2 separate regions of the Danio rerio genome follow, and region 1 is linked to region 2. A link is a contact called in public HiChIP or PLAC-seq data. All regions are on one chromosome and are shown on one strand. Each heading gives the region's core, a stretch centred on a gene start, on an enhancer-like site or on the middle of the called end of the contact. The rest is flanking DNA. Distances are from core to core; before and after follow the strand shown.

The links. HiChIP or PLAC-seq counts read pairs in DNA pulled down with a chosen protein or histone mark.
Region 1: an H3K4me3 HiChIP or PLAC-seq map of embryo shows a contact between it and region 2, with 2.6 times the contacts expected there. The contact joins the promoter of zgc:153911 here to the promoter of map3k4 in region 2. A contact is called at or near these places in 1 of 18 Hi-C or Micro-C datasets (an unstated tissue) and 2 of 4 datasets of contacts at active chromatin or transcription factors (embryo and gastrula embryo).

The regions. Positions count from the first base shown.
Region 1 is chr13:39,437,046-39,442,948 of GRCz12tu, forward strand. zgc:153911 reads right to left here and starts at 1,969. Exons shown (of 4, transcript NM_001077315.1): 1 at 1,796-1,969; 2 at 779-1,126; 3 at 392-676; 4 at 1-220. The coding sequence starts at 1,850. The coding sequence ends at 42.
Region 2 is chr13:39,304,737-39,310,325 of GRCz12tu, forward strand. It overlaps map3k4 (mitogen-activated protein kinase kinase kinase 4), which reads right to left and starts at 2,220. Exons shown (of 26, transcript XM_021480882.2): 1 at 1,991-2,220. The coding sequence starts at 2,013.

The sequences.
Region 1 (5,903 bases), core at 719-3,218, 130 kb after region 2:
TGGAAATGATCATCATTAAAAAAACAGCATAACCATCATAATCATACATTTTCACTCAGACTTTTAGTTTCACTGGAGGAACTTTGTTTGCTCTTTTCTGCTTTTCTTCTTCTTTTGATAAAGAATACAAACAATAAAACCATCGCGAGCAGCAGCAGAGCAACTGGGATCAAAATGAAGCATTCAGAGCATCTGTTCTCTTCTTGTTTTTCAATTTTATCTGTAAAGAAAAAAAAATAATTATGATTATTGTAAATAGTACAGTGCATGTTTGGAAGGAGAAAATAATGACAGAACTTTCATGTTTGCTTAAACTATCTCCATCAATATTGATTGTTCATAAACATTTAAAAATGCTTATATTTATTGATTTCTTTTACAAAGTCCTCACCTGACGAAAGCTGGATCTCTCTTCTGATGTCTTGCCCCAGCGGTTTGTTGTGCAGAATAAATGTCAAAGATGAATTTGAGACGTCAGAGAGTTTTATCCAGCTGGACACGATGTAAAGTCCTGTGCTTGTGTCCTGTCTGAGGTGTGTTTGAGTCTGGTTGGTGATGTCTGAGTTCTCCATCAGCCACTGCAGTGTTGGAGAAGGGTATCCTCCATCTGACGTCACCAGCAGATTGACTCCATCCGTCAACATGGAGAACTGCAGACGAGGCTCAGAGTAGAGCGCTGGGAAACACAACACGCATGTTAAAACAAGCATTTTTCCCATTTTCTGAGCTCGATTCATGAGATTCATCATCAACATGTCTATATGTGTCATTTTGTTACCTGCAATATTTACAGCAAAGCTCTTCTTCTGGCTGCCGGAGTTTGTGCTGATGGAGCAGGTGTAAACACCGGCATCCCTCTGAGTCACTTTGTCCAGTTTGAGAGAGGCGTTTCCTCGCTGCATCTCCTGAATGAACAGACTGGTGCGGCTGACATAATGAGGATTCTGCCGGTCCAGCTGATCCCGACTGTAGTAGAAGCTGTGAACTACATCCAGCCCTCGCTGCCATGTGATAACAGTGCTGCTCAGATCCCACGAAGAATCCACAGGGAATGTGCAAGGGAGGATCAGCTCCTCACCGTAAAACCCAATGACAGGACTTCGGGGAACAGAGATCTCAAATTCAACTAAAGAGACACAAAGAGGAAAGAAGACATTTATTTTACAATCATAACTTGAATGATCAGTTTGTTGGCAGCAGATTTCTTCTTGCATTAAGCATTTACAGTAATATTTGAATCTCAAACTAAGATTTACTGATAATGAGAATCAAAAGCGGAATGCAATCAAATGAATGTTTCTTTAGCTCCACTGTCCACGTGCCCTCGTGTTTATAAACTAATGAGATCATAATGAAATGACATCATGAAAGCACCTAAATCCCAAGGTCACATCTAATCTGGGTCATGATGATGAGTCATTATAACATTCATTCTGACTAAGCATGTCTCGGCATGTTGGCAAATGCCAACACACTATACAATATATTATGGGTGCTGTCCTAACATATGCTATATTATACAAACAAACACGTGGGCAGAGAGACTATTTTAGGGGTTTAAAGATATAATCAAACCACTTTTATCGTCACATCACCAGCAGCACGTGTGCTATAATAAGTGAACAACTTATCTAGCTACAGGCTTCAGACAGTGCAAAATACAATGACACACTTTACAAACACAGTATTAATTTAAATACAGTCTATACATAAATAAATAATAAATATGAAAGGTACACATATGTAAACACAAACAGATCACTTTAAGATTACATTATAGTTTTGAGATACTTACTGAAACAGGAGGCTTCAAGAAGTAGGAAAAAAAAGCAGAACACCTTCAAGTTCATATCACAATCCACGACCGCAGGAAAGAAGTAAATCCTTTAACACTCCTGAATCACTATTACCAGAAACAAAACAAAAAACTCAGTGATTTTGTTTAGTTGTATGTGGGTGAAGCCGAGCTGATCAACAGCAGAGGTCCGATCCCGATCACTCTCGATGAACTCTGAGCTGTCACTCCATATTGTCACTGTATTAATGTCCGCCCCATAGTTACGAGATTTAGCCCCGCCTCTATTGTGTAACCAAAACATCCACGCGTGAAACCGGCAGGGGTGTGTCAGAGGAGAGGAGATCATGTAGAAACCAGCAAAACCAGCTTACAGCATCAAAACATCAAAACCAACATGTTTTTTTTCCAGGAGGGTAGTTCACTTCCAAAAAAAATCCCCCTTTACTTGCCCACGTTTCCTTTTTGAGTGTAAAACTAAAAGAAGATATTTAAACTGTAGATATTAAAGATATTAAACCTGTAACCATAGACTTCTATAGTATTTGTTTTTTCTTTATTGATGTCAATGGATACATGATTCCAATATTATTAAAAATAAATTCGTTTGTGTTCTACACAGAAAGAAAACTCATAATGATATGAAACAACTTTAAACAAAAACGTTTGTGTACAATGAAAAAAAGAATCTCAAAAAGTTTTGTGACAAATGAAGGTTGAGTAAATGACAGAAATGTCATCATCCCCAAATTTGAGCTCGGTTTAATAGCAGCTGTTTTCATTTATTTTTTCACTCTAGGAAGACAAACTTGGGAAACTTTATTTCTAAATAACACATTAAAAAACAAAACCCATTTTAACATTAATGATCTGGGATCTGATATACCACAATGATTTAAATATGTGCCCTGGTTGTCCGTGGTGTAAAGTAACTAATTACAAATACTCAAATTACTGTAATTAATTACTTTTTCTCAGGAATTGTAATTTACTGAGTAGTTTTAAAAATGTGTACTTTTACTCTCACTTGAGTACATTTTTATTGCAGTATCTGTACTTTTACTCTCACTACTTTCCTTCAACCTGCAGTCACTACTTTATTTTTCTTGTCTATGGGGATTAGAAAAATCAGTCCTGTAATTCCCGTCCAATCAAATCACACATTGAAGGTAAATCGCTTCATAATGAAATACCTGAAGACATGGGTGATTTATAATTGCAGCAAACTGTTTGGTAGCATTAAAAGTGTCCAAGAAGATGTCCAAATTCTTTACACGCAATGACCCAGAGACTGTTTAGATGCAGGTCACTGATGAGAAAATGACAGATGTTTACTGTATGGGGACCAAAATGGCCTTAAACACCCAATGAGCACAAGACATCAACATGATGTCCAATTGACGTTGTACCCCAATGTCTTAAGGCGATGCATTTTGTTTGGTATTTACTATGATCTTCTATGTAAAGCTGCTTTGACACAATTTACATTGTAAAAGCGCTATACAAATAAAGGTGAATTCAATTTAAATTCAAATCGGGTTGACGTCAGAACTTACTGTCAGACCAACGTCAATGTCCAACCGAAAACCAACCAAATATCAACGTCTAATGATGTCAAAGCTTGAAGTTGTGTGAACGTTACCACCATGACGTCTACCTGATGTTGAATTTTGGTTGCCACACCTGATGAATAATTATCAGTATTTGACGTCAGTGTGATGTTGGTTTAAGATGCTAGCTCAACATTGGATTTTGGTCACTTTCTAACACAACCTAAAATCGACTAAATATCAACGTCATTTAACGTCGTTATTAGACATCAAATTAATGTTGTCCTTAGACGCTGGCTAGACATTGAATTTTGGTCACTTGACATCACAACCTAAATCTAAGCTAATATTAACATCCTATGACGTTGTGTGCCTACTGGGCAATAACTACATGCACTACAGAATGTTACGTTTACACACATCCACAAATTACATGAACACATTAGCTTTTCACAGTGTAATACTCACTACTAGTACTTTTGAAAGGGCTACTTTTTACTCCTACTTTGAGTAATATTTACAACAGGTACTTTTAATCTACTCGCACTACATTTTTAGGCAAGTAATGGTACTTTTACTTGAGTATGATTTTTCAGTACTCTTTCCACCACTGCTGGTTGTTAACGACGCACACTATAAAAAGATCTGACCTCATACCGCCAAAGACATTACGATATCGCAAAGTCGCCACAGCAACCTGAACAGCAAGGAGAACAACCGACAACATTCTCGAATCTAGTAGATACTACTGGTATATGCGTGATGACGTCATGGAAAACAACGTCGTGCGGGTGTGGCAACGTGATACGTATCAACACCCAAACACACCAAACAACACACTCAAAGTTCCTAAGGACAATCCCTAATGCTTACTATAGATATATAGCCTACATGTATATATACTTGCTGAAATTTCGCTCAAAATGTTGAGTCTCTTAAGCAATCGTTTTTAAAGCTTAGGATAGTCTTTATTGATAGAGGCTTTGTGAAGATTTTCTCTTTTCTCTTTCCTAACTTTTGTTATTGTATTTTCTCTTCAATGCAGTGATGTTATTTTTATATTCAATTAAAAAATTTTCTGATTTAGAGGATGAATCCAAACACATGTTTTTAAATGCACATATATGCACAAATGTTTTGGTTTGGTGTTGATTATCTAATATAACAATTATTAAAAAACACCAAACAACACACAAAAAGTCATTCAGCGACAGAGCGGCTGTGAAAAATGAAGAGAAACACGGGACAGTGATGTTAGCTGGTTAATATGCAGCATTATAACTGATAAATACATGTGAGAAATATGATGATGCATTTTAATCGTTTCATTTATTTTCATCATTATATAAAGCTTTATTTAGGTTTTCACTGTAACTTATAATTAGCTATCGTTCAGAGATGTAACGGTTCAAAAAGTGTGAAAAACCGCAGGATATGTGTTCAACTTATCTACAGTTAGAGTAAACACATATATGCTACTTTTCATGGGCTTCATTCATTAAACTTAAGCTGATTTCAGTGCTCATGGTGGCGCTTTTACTTATCTATTAGCCCCATCTACTGGAAGAGAATGAATTAGCCTAGCATTTAATTCACTGTCAAATGTTTCTGCAGTCAGTCAAACAAATGTGTTTTAGTTCATATTTAAATGACTGAAATAAACAATTGCTCGAGATAGCTATAATATATTATGTAGCCACTGTGTGTGGATCAAGATTACAGTGCAGTGGCTGCCTTTAGTTTTATTGCCAATAAATTTACTGCCTGTGATAAAACAAATAAGCACCTATAGTTCATGTATTTTGTTTGTTTGTACTTTTACCCACCAGTGTTTAAAACAAACCAATGTCATTATTGGTCATGTGATATAAGGTTTGCTCTAGGCTTAGCGCGGGTTCTTTTAACTGTTAAACTTCATATATGCATCTTTTGTTCCACATAAGTATCAACAACACCAACATGTGCTCAAACATCATGGTATTTATTTGACTTATTTACTTTCAGAAGTTAAATTTCATTTTCAACTTGACTGAACATGTCAGAAAAGTGTATTTTAGGCACAAAACTTTTAATGGCTCACCTGATTGATAGTAAGAGTTTAGTAAATTAAAAAGCTCAGTTTAACCTTTAAAAACAATTTTAGACATTCACTGTTCCTTTTATTTATATGAATGTAAAGAAATAATATTTTTAATAAAACTATCAGACTAATAAAATACATTTCTATATAATTTATTGCTCTGAATCTTTTAATAATCTGTATTTAAATGCTTAGTTTTATGATGAAAGCTGTGCAATTTTAATTGTGGTGGGCAAAACAGTGCAGTGGGCCTACAAAGCAGATTGACTGAGCAAATAAATGCATCATATTTGATAAATATATTTTAGTATGACTTTTCTAATATTGTTGAAGAGATTTTAATAGTACAGTGTTTATTTTGTTCATTAGGTCCTTCATGTTTTAAATATGATGCAGTAGGCTTTATGTTTAAGAGGAAAACACTTTCTTTGACCCCTGATCCCTTTACAGTTGGTCGAAATTATTAGCCCCCCCTGAA
Region 2 (5,589 bases), core at 970-3,469:
AAACTTATGTTAATGTGCTCATTGTTCGGGACATTATACAGAACTTTTTGCAGTAATACACCTCATTTTCTTTTCAATTATGAGGTTTTTGCGTGATTAGTTTGGATTAGTTAACCATACTTTTGATGTTCCAAAAATATTTCATAAGGATTTAGAATAAAGAAATATAAATATATACTTATTTTTAAAATATAAATTTATTACATCACATATTACATATTTATTATTACATCACATATAAAAACTGTAGCTGATTTTCCTCTATTAGGCAAATAACAAACTGGCCAACAAATTCAAGTGTCAGAATTTGAACATTTCAGTAAAAAAAAAAAAAAATTGTAATAATAACTAGAAAAGTAAAGTTCGTAGACAAACTTTATGGTGGCTTGAGAAAGCCTAGTCTGAAAGTTTGAAGTAGTTTCAAAGTTTAAATAATTTAAGTAGTTTTTAAAAAGTTGACAGATGGATAACTACATACAGTTGAAGTCAGAATTATTAGTCCAAATGTTTATTTTTTCCCCAATTTCTTTTTAACGGAGAGAAGATTTTTTTCCAACACATTTCTAAACATAATAGTTTTAATATATCATGTCTAATAACTGATTTATTTTATCTTTTATTGATTTATTAGATTTATTAGTAAATCTTTCATTAGTTCATGCATGACCATTTTAAAACAAAATGACTGAAAGATTCTTACTTATTTAGGCCACTCTTTTTTAGTTTTTTGCTGAAATATTTAAAAAAAAAAACTAAACCGACAATAGTTCCCTTCTGTTTCATAAGCATCTTTTTGTGTCAAGATGCATTTAACAAAGTGAGCCAATGAATGACTAAAAATATTTTCCTTCTGCAACACTTTTAAAAATGCACAATAATAAAGTGTATTTTAACAAAAACTAATTTATTTTAAAAATGAGAGGATTTGATTTTTAGCTAGGTTTTGTTTTAAATTATCTGAAAAATCAGGGATCAAATAAAAATGAATGAATCAAATATGCATAGTATGCCATAAACAGGGTTTCTGCAGGTTTCAAGTCAAGTTTAGGACTTTTTAAGAGCCTTTTCGGACAATTATGAATGAAATTTTAGACTTATACAGAGCTAAACACTAATGATTATTCCTAATGCCTGCCACAAAAAAATGTAATGTAATTATTCCTTAGTGACATATTTTAATGTGTCAAAACAAGAAAAATAGTTGTATACACTATTTTCAACATAATTTTTATTTCTCTTTTTTAAATGACAAATTTAACATTGTTAAAAGTGGATTTATTATGGAGGCAAATACATAAATAATCAAAAATATATATTTGTTAGCTTTTGGTCCAAATTGATTTGAGTATAACTTCTATTCAACCTAATGCATTTCTGTTATAAAACCTTAAGTTTAATCTCTATTAATAATTGTCTACTCACCCTTCTGTAAATAGTTTTTGTATGAATGGAAGATAACGTAAAGGGATCAATCGCTCTTTTATTATCATGACATGAGGAACTGTGTAATTGTTTTTAGTTTGCTTTCCCTGATTTTATTAAGATGGATTGTTGGTGATTGAATGGATGTCAGCCTGATTGAGTAGCTTTACTTGGACAAAGGAAAATTAAGACCTGTTTAAAATTATTTAACACATACAACACAATATTTCAGTAAATGTAAGACTTTTTAAGTCCTAAAATTTTGGTTTTGAAATGTAAGGGCCCGCGGATACCCTGATAAAACTCTACTGAATCTGAATAAGTTCGAATGATTCACGGAAATGACTCGCATTTCCCATCACTAGAGAGCTAAAGCTGTCACGCGCATGCGCACCAGTCGCACCCAATACAGCCTCAATAGGTGCACTATTTAGCAGCATGTCCCGAATCCCGGCTGTGTAAGTTGCGAGATCACACAAACATCTGCGTATACAAAGAGACACAAACACACAAACTCTCGCACACACACTCAAACAAGCACTTGCTGCTTCAGATGCGCTTCCCTCACCTGATTTCATCCGGAGGCTCCATAACCGGGGCCGAATCGACGGAATAGCGCTCCGTTCACCCGTGCATGAATCAGAACATGTCCAGGAAAACACAGGTCGACTTTGCAATGGCTAGTGCGTGGTGTGAGTCCCTGTGCACACTTTCTTCCTCTATCCGTCTGCAGAGTTGAGACTCGCCCGTGTGTGCACTGACGCCATGTTTCCAGCGAGCCGCTGATGATGAGGGAGTGACACACACACACACACACACACACACTGTGCTCTACGGCAGCCGCGCAGGTCAGCAGAGCCGCTGCAAGATACCGAAGCACGAGCACGGCCGCCCCGATCAGACGCGCCCAGGAACTGCAAAGAGAAAGCGGCAAAAACCGCCTTACAAAAGATCCATCTGCCACATCTGACATCTGTGTTTCTAGGGCACAGGGGCGCACAGATGCTTTCTGCACGTCACTTAAAATATAATGCACGCTCATATAGCATGTGTATAGCCTAATTCAGAGCTTTGTTTATTTCTGTACAAAACCTGGAAACTATTTTATTTTATTTTTTTTAAGTTATTCAGGCCCGTAGCAGCCTGGTGTAAGGGGTGGTTCTTTTTTCTCAAAATGTGGACTTCTTTGCAGTTATTCACCTCATTTTCTATTTAATTATGACGTTTAAATACTCCAATATGTGGCATTTTAAGCACTATTTTAGCTGGATTAGCTTGTTGTATCCTCCATTTTTGATTTATTAAAAATATTTCCTAAAGATTTCTTAAAAACAATATAAAAAAAAGAGCTTCATGATTTTCATCTAGCCTCTCTTGAAAATTCATCTATCAACGACAGCTGAATCAGTATAAACAGCAAACGTCAGTCTAAGGCACTTAAAAAATGAGGAAAAAAATATTGAAAAGCCTTTACTGACATGGCTACTTCATAAACCTGCGCCTACATGTTTTGATGACACTTGACTTCATAAGGGTAACCTGATGTAGCCCCAGTTTTAAGGAACAGACATGTCAATAAAGGCTTTTTATTATTTTTTTCCATATTTTTTGAGTGCTTTGGATTGATTTTGATGATTATTCTGATGAATCCCTTAGGGCACCGACACATTATTTAAGCCACCCCTGAAAGCTTTTAGTTTGATTTTGGATTTTTATACACAGCCAGTTAGTATTAAAATTAACTTTAATAGGCTGCTTTTGGTGCTTCTGACCTTTTCATTTATCAATTTTTTTTCTCTCAAGAATAAGGTTCAAGATTTTAAAAAGATAGCCTACTTGTAAAATGTTTTTTTTAACAACAGTCGGTCAGTAATGAAAGTTGACTTCACTTAAGTCATTACGTGTTCTTAAAATCTTCAATGGGTTATTTCCACAAACATTTAGCAGTCGAAATAGGTCAAATGAGAATATAGTGGCAATAATTCTGGACCTTTGTCAGTAGAGGGGTAGTTCTTTCGAACCATCCGAACCACCCCCCCCCCCCCCCCCCCCCGGCTACTGGCATGCTATCTTTATATAATATTTTAGTATAGGGGTTAGTGGTGACAATTGCAACATGGGGCAATTTCAACAAGACTTATTTCTCCATTCAAGAATGAGCTATAGAGTGATGATATTCATACTACATATAAACCCTCCTTCAATCAGACAAAAATCAGCCATATATGACCATTCCTTCAGTATAAAAGTCATTTTTAAGTATAAAAAAGTAAAGTTTTAATGTTCAGAAAATGTCTTATGCTGTCTAATCTGTTTTTAGGAAATATTTTTCATGTGTATAATTCAAATCCCTGTTTTCTTAGCTTCAAATAGATATAAAAAAACGGTAAAAAAAAACTGTCTTTACTAAATATCTAGACTAACCTTTTACTAAACTACTTCTGTGAATTTTAAAATAAATTAATCAAATGATTCATTCTTTGAAATTAAATACATTGAGACTGCACTGTAAAACCCAAAAAGTTAGGGTAACTCAAAAAACTAATCCAAATGAGTACATTTTTAAATCATTCATTAGATTTATAGCGGTTGTGTAAAATTAAAAAAGGAAATTTCATTAGTTCATGCATGACCTTTTTAAAAATGACTGAAAGATGCTATTTTTTTTTTGTTCAAGACCCAGTTTAGTTCTTAAAGAATGTAATTGGCAAAAATAAAATTTATGGTAAAATTGGTAAGTATAACCCAATTCTTTGCAAAATAGAAGCATATAAACGCTAATAAAGAAATAAAGAGAGACACACTGTCAACATACACAGCTCAACAGACTGTAAGGAGGGGCAGCTAATCATATGAATTGTATGAAGGCAAGCCTGAGAGCACAGGCTGATCCTGATGAAAACTGCACGTTTTAGAGGTCAATTCATGACTCCTCATTCAGACTCAAAGAAACAACAGGCTTGTGTTTGAAGCTCACTGAACCTTGATTAGGCACAACCTGCCACGCAGATTCTTTATTTCATATTTAATTCTGAGAATAAAGAAGAAGAAAAGTGAGCTTTTGAACAATTACATATTTTGCTTTGCAGGTCATGAATTATTTTTTTCAGTGCTTTATTATGTTTCTCTTTACGCAGAAGTTTTCTCTTCATAATTATGACCTTATTACTCAGTTGCACTTTTTTAATGGATATATTCCAGCTGAAAATATGCTTGCTTCAAAGAGGTTGCTTCCAGTCGAGCAGGAACTCCCGCTTAGTTATTGCAGCTCATCAAAGATAATTGCAGTCATTTTCTGGAGTTTGAAACTGTTCCAGATATTGTGTTCTGATTTAACCCAATATAGATGAAGTCAGAATTATTCGCCCCCCTTTGACATTTTTTCATGAACTTTTTTTAAATCATGTTTAACAGAACAATGACATTTTCACAGTATGTCTGATAATATTTTCTCTTCTGGAGAAAGCCTTATTTGTTTTATTTCGGCTAGAATAAAAACTGTTTATTTTTTTAAAAACCATTTTAAGGTCAATATTATTAGCCTCTATTTTTGATAGTCTGCTGAACAAACCATCGGTAAACAATGACTTGCCTAAATACCTAAACCTACCTAGTTATCCGTTAAACAGAAACTGGGGAAAAAATAAACAGGGGGGCTATTAATGTTGACTTCAACTGTATCATTCTGTGCTCTGCAGGTGAGGCTTGACAGACCATCTATTAGACACAATCTCTCATTTTCGTATGCACCAGACACATTCTTATTACCACTTCATTTTTTTGAAAACATCTTGCAATTCTTGGTGTGTTCCGCAGGTGAGTGGGCTCGACAAACCACCTGTATGACACGCTCTCTACTCTCCATATTTGGTAGGAAAAAATAAAATATTACAGGAATTGCACCCTTACTAAGTTTTTTTTTGTGTGTAAAAATACTCAAAATGTATAGGTTTATGTTTTCAAAGAATAAAATTTCATTTCCCAAAGTCACACGAGTGGCAATTTCTCATCTGTTACATTTGTAACAGTGAGGTCACTGAGATGCCACATCCAAAAGGAAGCTTTTTCCTCATAAATACTAAAATATAGTGAGCCAACTCCTATCCTGTTGATTAGAATTGTTTTTTTTGGGGTTGTGCAGATTAATTCACAGAATTTCTACAAAGT